Linked DNA regions of Mus musculus: all the other regions are linked to region 3. The links are chromatin contacts, called in public ChIA-PET and promoter capture Hi-C maps. All regions are on one chromosome and are shown on one strand. Each heading gives the region's core, a stretch centred on a gene start, on an enhancer-like site or on the middle of the called end of the contact. The rest is flanking DNA. Distances are from core to core; before and after follow the strand shown. Region 1 overlaps Baz2b (bromodomain adjacent to zinc finger domain, 2B). Region 2 overlaps Baz2b (bromodomain adjacent to zinc finger domain, 2B). Region 3 holds the start of Cd302 (CD302 antigen).

What was found. Promoter capture Hi-C pulls out the DNA fragments that hold promoters and counts their contacts. ChIA-PET counts read pairs in DNA pulled down with a chosen protein or histone mark.
Region 1: a contact with region 3 is called in a promoter capture Hi-C map of hematopoietic stem and progenitor cells, with 2.7 times the contacts expected there. The contact joins the enhancer-like site here to the promoter of Cd302 in region 3. A contact is called at or near these places in 4 of 39 promoter capture datasets (HPC-7-derived erythroid cells, hematopoietic stem and progenitor cells, hippocampal neurons and 1 more) and 3 of 9 other capture datasets (adipose tissue, liver and macrophages).
Region 2: a contact with region 3 is called in an RNA polymerase II ChIA-PET map of memory CD8 T cells, with 20 read pairs. The contact joins the enhancer-like site here to the promoter of Cd302 in region 3. A contact is called at or near these places in 3 of 39 promoter capture datasets (liver, macrophages and pre-B cells), 3 of 115 datasets of contacts at active chromatin or transcription factors (embryonic stem cells, large pre-B cells and memory CD8 T cells) and 3 of 9 other capture datasets (adipose tissue, embryonic stem cells and liver).

Annotation. Positions count from the first base shown.
Region 1 is chr2:59,958,787-59,961,511 of GRCm38.p6, forward strand. It overlaps Baz2b (bromodomain adjacent to zinc finger domain, 2B), which reads right to left. Exons shown (of 36, transcript NM_001001182.3): 10 at 1,035-1,319. Among named protein-coding and RNA genes, the nearest start is that of Gm13572, 77 kb to the right of the region's middle. Within about 2 kb of position 1,440, at least 24 of the 459 cell types and tissues checked have an H3K27ac peak or open chromatin away from gene starts, as enhancers often do. A contact at or near this core is called in hematopoietic stem and progenitor cells, where this site is marked.
Region 2 is chr2:60,017,888-60,020,587 of GRCm38.p6, forward strand. All of the region lies in intron 2 of Baz2b (bromodomain adjacent to zinc finger domain, 2B), which reads right to left. Among named protein-coding and RNA genes, the nearest start is that of Gm13572, 18 kb to the right of the region's middle. Within about 2 kb of position 1,449, at least 140 of the 459 cell types and tissues checked have an H3K27ac peak or open chromatin away from gene starts, as enhancers often do. A contact at or near this core is called in adipose tissue, macrophages and memory CD8 T cells, where this site is marked.
Region 3 is chr2:60,283,178-60,285,877 of GRCm38.p6, forward strand. Cd302 (CD302 antigen) reads right to left here and starts at 1,307. Exons shown (of 6, transcript NM_001290660.1): 1 at 883-1,307. The coding sequence starts at 943.

The DNA.
Region 1 (2,725 bases), core at 190-2,689, 320 kb before region 3:
ATGGGACAGCTGCCAGGTTTCAAAATCCCATTCACTGTCTTATTTGGAAGCCTATGGCTTTTCAGATAGCTGCTACAAATGTTAAAGGTTGGCTCAAATAGTTAAAGACAATTTAATTTCTATGTGCATATATATCCATAGACCAAAACAGTACCAGGCCTTTAATTAATTAACTAATTAATTAATTAAAACCGCACAGGAGAGGATTGTGGTTATATGTACATTTTAAAGGCAAAATATAGGCTTCACAAATACCAACATTTATTAAATGAGTAGTACATCATGCTTGATTATTGAAAATAAAAGCAAAGATTAGAAGATGTCAATCAGAGTAAACTGAGCAAAACAGTAGCAAAATAAACTCATGCTTTCTTAGTTATTTAGTGAGAATACAGAGTATCAATATTGGATTGTTAAATGGAACTTTTTAATGAAAATGCCTACAAATTTTAAATAAATCAAAGAGACAAAGAGATCATATGCTATTGACTAAGAATGCCATTCACTCCAAAAAATGATTTAGATTATACAGTGAGCATGTGGGCATTTAGTTGTCCAAGTAATTTCATCTAAAGCACAAAAAAAAAATCAAATTCTAAACTAAAGGATGAACATTAAAAACGTAAGGACTCAAAAATCAAGAGGGATTATTAATTATAATCTTAAAATAGAAATCACGGGGAAAAATCTAAAATATCGGGCAATGGATTAAATCTTCTAAAATACACATTTCTTAGCCAATTTAAAATCTAGATGTTGGTTAAGAGCACTGGCTGCTCTTCCAAAGGACCTGGGTTCAATTCTCAGCACTCACATGACAGCTTAACAACTGTCTGTGACTCTGGTTCCAGGGGCAAAACACTAAAGCCCTTAGAAATAAATAAATAATTTGGGGGCTGGAGAGATGGCTCAGGGGTTAAAATCTAGACACAGTATATGATTACAACGAGACTGTCTCCAGAAACCTGTGCAAATAGCAATCCTTGCTGCAGTCTGACTGTTACGTTACATCGATAAAAATAAACTGTAGATACCAGAGTGTGGAGTTGAAGTGAGTGTGGAAGAAGAAGTGCCAAGAAAAGCAGGAGGCTGGGACTCAGAGCACAGGGCAGCAGGAGCAGAGCCTGGGGGGCTTCCTATGTGGAGGTGAGGTGCTGAGTGCGCTGTGAGACTGGAGGGAGGGCTTTTGGCAGAGGAGCTTGTCTGGGTCAGGTTCACGGCAGGTTTCTCGCCTTCAGTGTCACTATCTGATTCCTCCTGGTCTTTCTCCTCGTCGTCTTCTGAGCCTTCTGAATCTGATTGTGAATTACTATCTGATTCTGGGAAGTAAAGAAGCACTTGCATGTTACAGCTAGGTCAGAACCAATCACAGGCAGGTCGCACCTAGGAGAGTATTTCAGAGCCACCGTTTGTGACCAAAGACTCAAGGAAGCCATTTCCCAAGAGGAAGTGCAAATATTAAAATTACCAACTTACAAGCTATTGGAGTAAAGTGTATGCAGACTACAGTTCCTCAAATCTCTCTCCAAATCATCAGTTTTAACATTTAAATCATAGAAAAGTCCCCACACGGTTGGTACTACTGATACTGCAGTTCTGCTTCAGGTTTTCAGAATTACTTTACTCTCCATGGAGAAACCGCGGGTAACAGAGGGGACCCTGGCAGGCCCCAGCGCTGTGGTAGCTCCTTGCTCAGCCCCTTGTCCTGGAACTACCGTCAACTTTCCACCTGTGATTCTGCGTTAAAAAAAAAATGTTTCCCCCCTAGGGAGTAGTTTTGGTTTTGTGCTTTGCTTTCTTAGCTGTAGTTTTTCAATTCAGGTAAAGACTTCATCAAGTTTTGAGAGATTCACAAACTATGCTCACAGGAATAACTGTGGTAAGACAAGAGACAGGCTGAGGGAGGCAGGTCTGCCCTGGTTGTGAAGTCTGGGAAGTTAATACATATGTTAGTCAGCACATACTCCTCTAGACATATGACATACAAGAGTGGATTAAACACTGGGTAAACATAGGGCTGTACTACAAAGGTGCCCAGCCAGCATCTCGGTGGCACTGTTTGGTCTGGTATATTGCCCGCACTGGGGCTCGATGAAAGCTACTTTTAAAAAGCCCTGATACAGATAGACAGTGCCTTTCGGGATTGTACAATATTAGAATGTTAAATTGTAGAAGGACTGTTTTCCTATTCCCATTAGTTACTAAAAAATTCCTGTCAGAACAGCAACAAATCCATATACAAACATTAATACATACATATTTGTATCATTTCTGTATTTATATTTTAAATTATCTTTCATTTTATGAATTTAAAAGCAATCTCTATTTATAAAAAAACAAACCAAACCACTAGAGAGAGTAGATGAAGTCAAGGCATAAGATGATGACCCTATGTCATTTAATAAATCCTGCAATCAAAAGGGACTTAAGATTTTGGTTTTTTAAATGACCATGGTGCAAAATTTTCCATTTTAAAGATAGGTAGTAATGTTTTAATAGGTAGCAGAAGAAAATAAAGCACACCCAAGAATACCTGGGCAGCACTAGCTGGCCTTGGTAGGGTAATGGAGAAGACATTGCGGGAGGAGATGGGGCATGGTGAGGAGCAAGAAAGGGGCAAGGTATGCTCAAAACACATTGAGTGAAATTCTAAATTAATGCATAATCCACCCACTCACCCCCCCCCCACCTCAGACAGGGCTTCTCTGCCCAGCCCTGGCTGTCC
Region 2 (2,700 bases), core at 199-2,698, 270 kb before region 3:
CATACATTCGTAATTCTTGATTCTCACATAAGTTATCCAGAACAAATTAAAAATGGCATAGGTAAGAAACACAAACACATATGCGTACACATGGAACTTGTGTGTGCGCGCTCACACATACAGAGAGAGAGAGAGAGAGAGACTCAGTGAATTATTCAATAGTATTAAGAAACTTGAAGAGACATCAGTAAAAAATGAGAATACACATTTATCAGCAAAGACTTGAGGGCATATGGGTGAATAGCAGGTTCCAACTTTCTCAGTAATCGTCTTGGATGGAGAGGTTGGAGGACACAGAGCTGATATCTTAAGGTATAGACAGAATGGCTGCAGAATTTACATTTTTCGCTAAACACATAAACCTGATGATACAAGAACCCGAGAAAACTTGAGGCTGAATAAATTCATAGAAAAGCTGAACTCTAGACAGAAATAAGGAATTTTCAATGAAATGTACACCTTTCATCAAATGGATTCAAGCTTCACCATTCAGGAAAAGCTACTACTTTGGGGAGAGAACCAGAAAAATAATCTGTTTTGTTTTGTTTTGCTTTTTCCTAGACAGTAAGGTAAGAGCTTCAATTAAACTACTGGTTTTTCCTTGTTTTGCTTTTTAGGGCAGAGTATGATTCTTAACTTTTCCCGAAGTTTCATAAATACTAGGGATTAATATGGAGCAAAAACCCTTTTTCTTAGTTCTTTTTGTGAATATTACACATTTACTTATTGCTAAGCTCCATAGCTGAAAAGAGTGAATCAAAACAGATAAAACTTTAAAATGAGACCTGTAAGGTAGTCAAATCTCTCCCTTGTCACACTTTCTAGTTTAAGCCTTAGGGTAAGCAGACTATTTCGCAGGAAAGTTTATACCACAGTAGTCGAAAAATAGCGGCAGAATCCGTTCACACACTAAAGTTTACTAATGTGGATGCGTCTGATCTAAGCACAACCAAACCTTACCAAAATGAATCAAATTCTCTCCATCTACTGCAGCCATCTGGTGCTGTCAGTATCACGTCACTCTCTCCAGTTTTGTTCTTGCCTGACTGGTCATCTCACACCCCTCTTCTCCTCATCTTTGGTACAGACTCGTTGTGATGGTACAACCTTACTCCTCCCCATAGTCACGAAAGAACCACAAGCTTCTTGGGCTGGGGCTCTTGTGATTTTCCTTTCCACACTGCAGGGCACTGAGCCCAGGGCCAAGTGCACGCTGAACTCACTAAGTTATGCCCTCAGCTTCTCAAAACTGCGTATTCTCCAAGCAGACTACGACCACAGCTGGAGTCACCTACCAGCTCATTCACTCCATTCCCAAAACCTTACCTTAAGCCCTATTGCATTGGCCTGTGTTCCCTCCCCTGCCTTACACCCACACGTCAGATTCTTCACTGTCCCTCAAAACTCAGCGTTTATCTGACTACCCAAGAGGAAGGTCTCTGTGCCCACATCCTCGGTACAGTGACAACAGAAAACAGGAAGAAGTCAGTTCCCCAACCGTCACTGCACTGGGCATGTTTTATCTGACTACAATCATGAACTTGGATAAATATGTCTAACAATCTGGACCCTTATATGAGTAGAGCTGGGTTTGTAATGCTATAGAACATCCTGACTAAACCTAACTCAGGGAGTCAAGGGTTTATTTTGCCTTACAAATCTAGATCACAGTCTATCATTGAGGGGAGTCAGAACAGGAACTCAAGGCAGGAACTGAAGCAGAGGCCTTGGAGGACTGCTTTCTTCTAGCATTCACCCCCTGAACTGCTCAGCCTGCTTCTTAGACCACACAAGACCACCTGACCAGGGGTAGCACAGCCCCAAGTGGAATGGGTCCACACACATCAACCATTAATCAAATAAAACAAAACAAAAAACAAAGGGGCAGAACTCGCACAATCTTACCCACAAGGCACTCTAGTAGGCGCATTTTCTCAACTGAAGGCCAATCTATCGGAGGCAACTGTCCTCCAACTGAGGCTCCCTCCTTGCAGATGTCTCTAGTTTATGTCAAGGTGACACAAAAAGTAGCCAGTACATGTCTTATATTCTTGGGAACATCTTAGGTGTGTGTACTCTTATTTATGCATCTTAAACTAATATTGTACTTGAGTAGAAAAGAGGAAGTGAGCTATTTTCTGTTTCTTGACTACAAGCACACTGCTTCAAGCTCCTCCCCCTAGGTTCCCCACACACCATGGATCCTTCTCCTTTCTCTCTCTTCTTCTAAGATTTATGTATTGTATTTATATGAGTACACTGTAGCTGTTTTCAGACACACCAGAAGAGGGCATCAGATCCCATTACAGATGATTGGGGGCCACCATGTGGTTGCTGGGAATTGAACTCAGGACCTCTGGAAGAGCAGTCTGTGCTCTTAACTGCTGAGCCATTTCTCCAGCCCCTCTTTTCTCTCTTAAGTGACTCTAGTCAAGGTAATTTATTATAGCAAAAAAAAAAAAGTAGCCAAGATCTACTGTAACATCTGCTGCTGCTGTTATTATTAAGATGTAAAATCCTGACAGGGGAATTGGTATTCTCTCAAGTCTATGCTAGAATGGCCACACGTTGTACAAGGAAAATGAGTAAATAAAAGTAACTATAGCATTTTTAATAACACCACACCAACACTTTCAGTTCAAACTCACAAAACAAACTTTTATTTTTATAACTACAGTCCTTATTTTTAATTTGCCAAAA
Region 3 (2,700 bases), core at 57-2,556:
TGCTCTACAGGAACCCAAGAAAAGAGCTTTGCAAGCTCAGAGCAACTCAGTGTGCTAGGTCTTCAACACCCAGGGCCTTTAAAATATCTCCCGCTGTCAGCCGATTTCACACAGAAATTTATTTAAAATGCAGTGAAATCCAGTGGAGGAAAAAAAAAATCCCTTGCATAATCCTGTTACTGAAGCCCACACAAGTGTCCACTTAGTTCTTGTTTACTTTGCTCTTTCATTCTCGGAAAGGATTGGTAGGATTGGTAGTGTTTTTTGGAAGGAAATCTCCCCCAGGGTTTCCCCATTAACATATTTTGACGTGCCTCCCCGGAAAGCCTGTTTAAAGAAAAACACATGCTCGGTGGAATTGTCTGTGTTCCTCGGGGTGTGTGTGTGTGTGTGTGTGTGTGTGTGTGTGCCATTTTGCAAGACTAATTATGTCTAATTTTTCAGATGTCACTGTATATCAGCCGACCAAAGGTTTCTCTAAATCGCAGTGTTTGTAGTGAGATCCCAGCCTGGCTTCTCCTCCCTCTGGATGCAGGGGTTATGTGGCTGAACTCTTTTCCTGTTTTAACAACTTGCCCACTAGCCATGGGACAGGGCCTGTTTCCTCCCTCCACCCCCAGGCCTCACCCCTTCCCTACTGCCACCCATTGAAGGGCTCTACAGTTCCTCTACCCTCTAGCGAGCTAACCGTCTTGGGGGGTCTGAGGTGAGGATACAGACACGGTGGAAGTGGGGTCCTCTGCTTTGGCCTTTGTCCCGGGTCTGGCTCTCTGAAGCCACCCAGCCTGAGAGATGGTTGCGGGATGGTCGGAGGACGAGGCACGTGGCCATCGGTGGGAGCGGGGACTCTGCACTCTCCGGGGCGCGGCAGGGGAAGCTTACCGGCGACGATGGCAGTGGCGAGGCTCAGCAGCACGAGCGAGGACAGCGCTGCGTGGGGCATGACTGCGCGGCGCCGAGAGCGGGCCGGGGGCGGTGCTTGTCGGGTGCGCAGCTCCCAGCTCAGTTGCGACGCCTCCCACTCGAGGCGGGGGAGTGGAGCCCAGGGTCGCACTGCTGGGACGCTCAGATCCCCAAGCGGCGGACACACCGCAGACTCCAACTTCTCTTCGTTAAAGATAAACTTCTCATTTGAACTGAAGTAATCTCAGACTTTCTAAAATGTTGCAAAAATAAATAGAACTTCCCGTAATCCTTGCGGCAGCTTCTCCAAATGTTAGCATCTTACATAACATCAGTGCAAGGATAGGAACCAGGACAGAGCATTGGTGGAGCACTGTTGACTAATCCATAGCACTTGTGGCATTTGACAATTATCTCTGTTCTAGGACCCTATCCAGGAACAAGCACATTTGGGTTCGTCTGATGTTTCTTCTTAGTAGAATTGTTTGTGCCCTTTTGGCAAGAATCATACAGAGGGACAAAGATTGATGGACTTTGGTTATTTAATGAAGGTGGTGTCAGCAACCGTAATCTCCCTTTTCACAATTCCCTCCTGGTGGACTATGCCTCTTAGAAAATATATCTCTGCCACTAGTTACTGTATCGAAAGTAAAGGAGAATAACGGAACAGGAAGGTTTGACTGGGATGGGGGTAGAAGCACAAGTTAAAGGAAGGAATATGGGATGGGACAGCTAACACAGCCTCTATGGGGCAGGAGAAGGAAGCGAAGGAAAGAGGAAGAGAGGGAGGGAGGAGAGGGGAAGGGAAAGGGGAAGAGAAGGAGGGGGGAGGGAGAGAGGAAAATTTTAATGGAGTTACCTTACAAGAGGGAAAGAAGATAGATACCACCTAGCAAATAAAACCCCAGTACCAAAAACGGGTTCTTCTTGAGTTGTTGCCAATGGAATCTCATAAAGCCCCAAGAACTACAGGTCAGTGCCAATAGTCTTGGCTATCTTCAGAACTTGTTGGTAAGCCCCTGTGGCCGAAGAAACCACATCGCTGAGTCAGGTAAGGTGGTCAAGATGGCACTAACTTGGAAGCTTCAACTCTCCCATTTAGCTTTCTTCGCTCCGGGAAGTGCTTGCTGTGCACACGGATGTAGGAGGAAATACTTCTTTCTCCTCCATTCGTGTATACAGCACACACCTCTATCTCATCCAGATATGAACCTTGTAAGGTACAGCAATGATGGGGCCCAACAAGATATGGGTACTGCTGTGGTAGTTGGATGAATGTCACAAAAGTAACCAACCATTTTATGATTGGATCTAAGTCCCGCCAGTACCATACCTGGCACTGTGCCAAGAACCTGTGGCTAAATAGATTGCAGTCCCTAAGGGGAAGCACAATGCTATTATTCTGCTAAATGGCCATAGTATTAAAGTAATTCCTAGAGACCTACTGCTTTGCCCATAGATGAGCGTATCTCTCAACCTTCATCAGAAAAGTGTCTCCTCACAGTAAATGGCAATTAATAGACACCTTCCACTAGTCAATGTCCAGAAAATAAGAAACCATGGAGGGCTTGGCCCTAAGTGGGATTTGCATATTGCACCCCTCCCCTCAAGGTTCAGGAATCTTTGAGGAAGAAAGGTCAGAAAGATAGTAAGAGTCAGAGCTCGTGGATAGCATCAAGGAAACTGTCTTCTGGACACGACTGGGCAGACGTACATGTAAACTCACAGAGATTGTGACCATATGCCTGAGATATATGAAAGCTCAACCCAGATAAAAATCCCACCACTGAGGCGCTA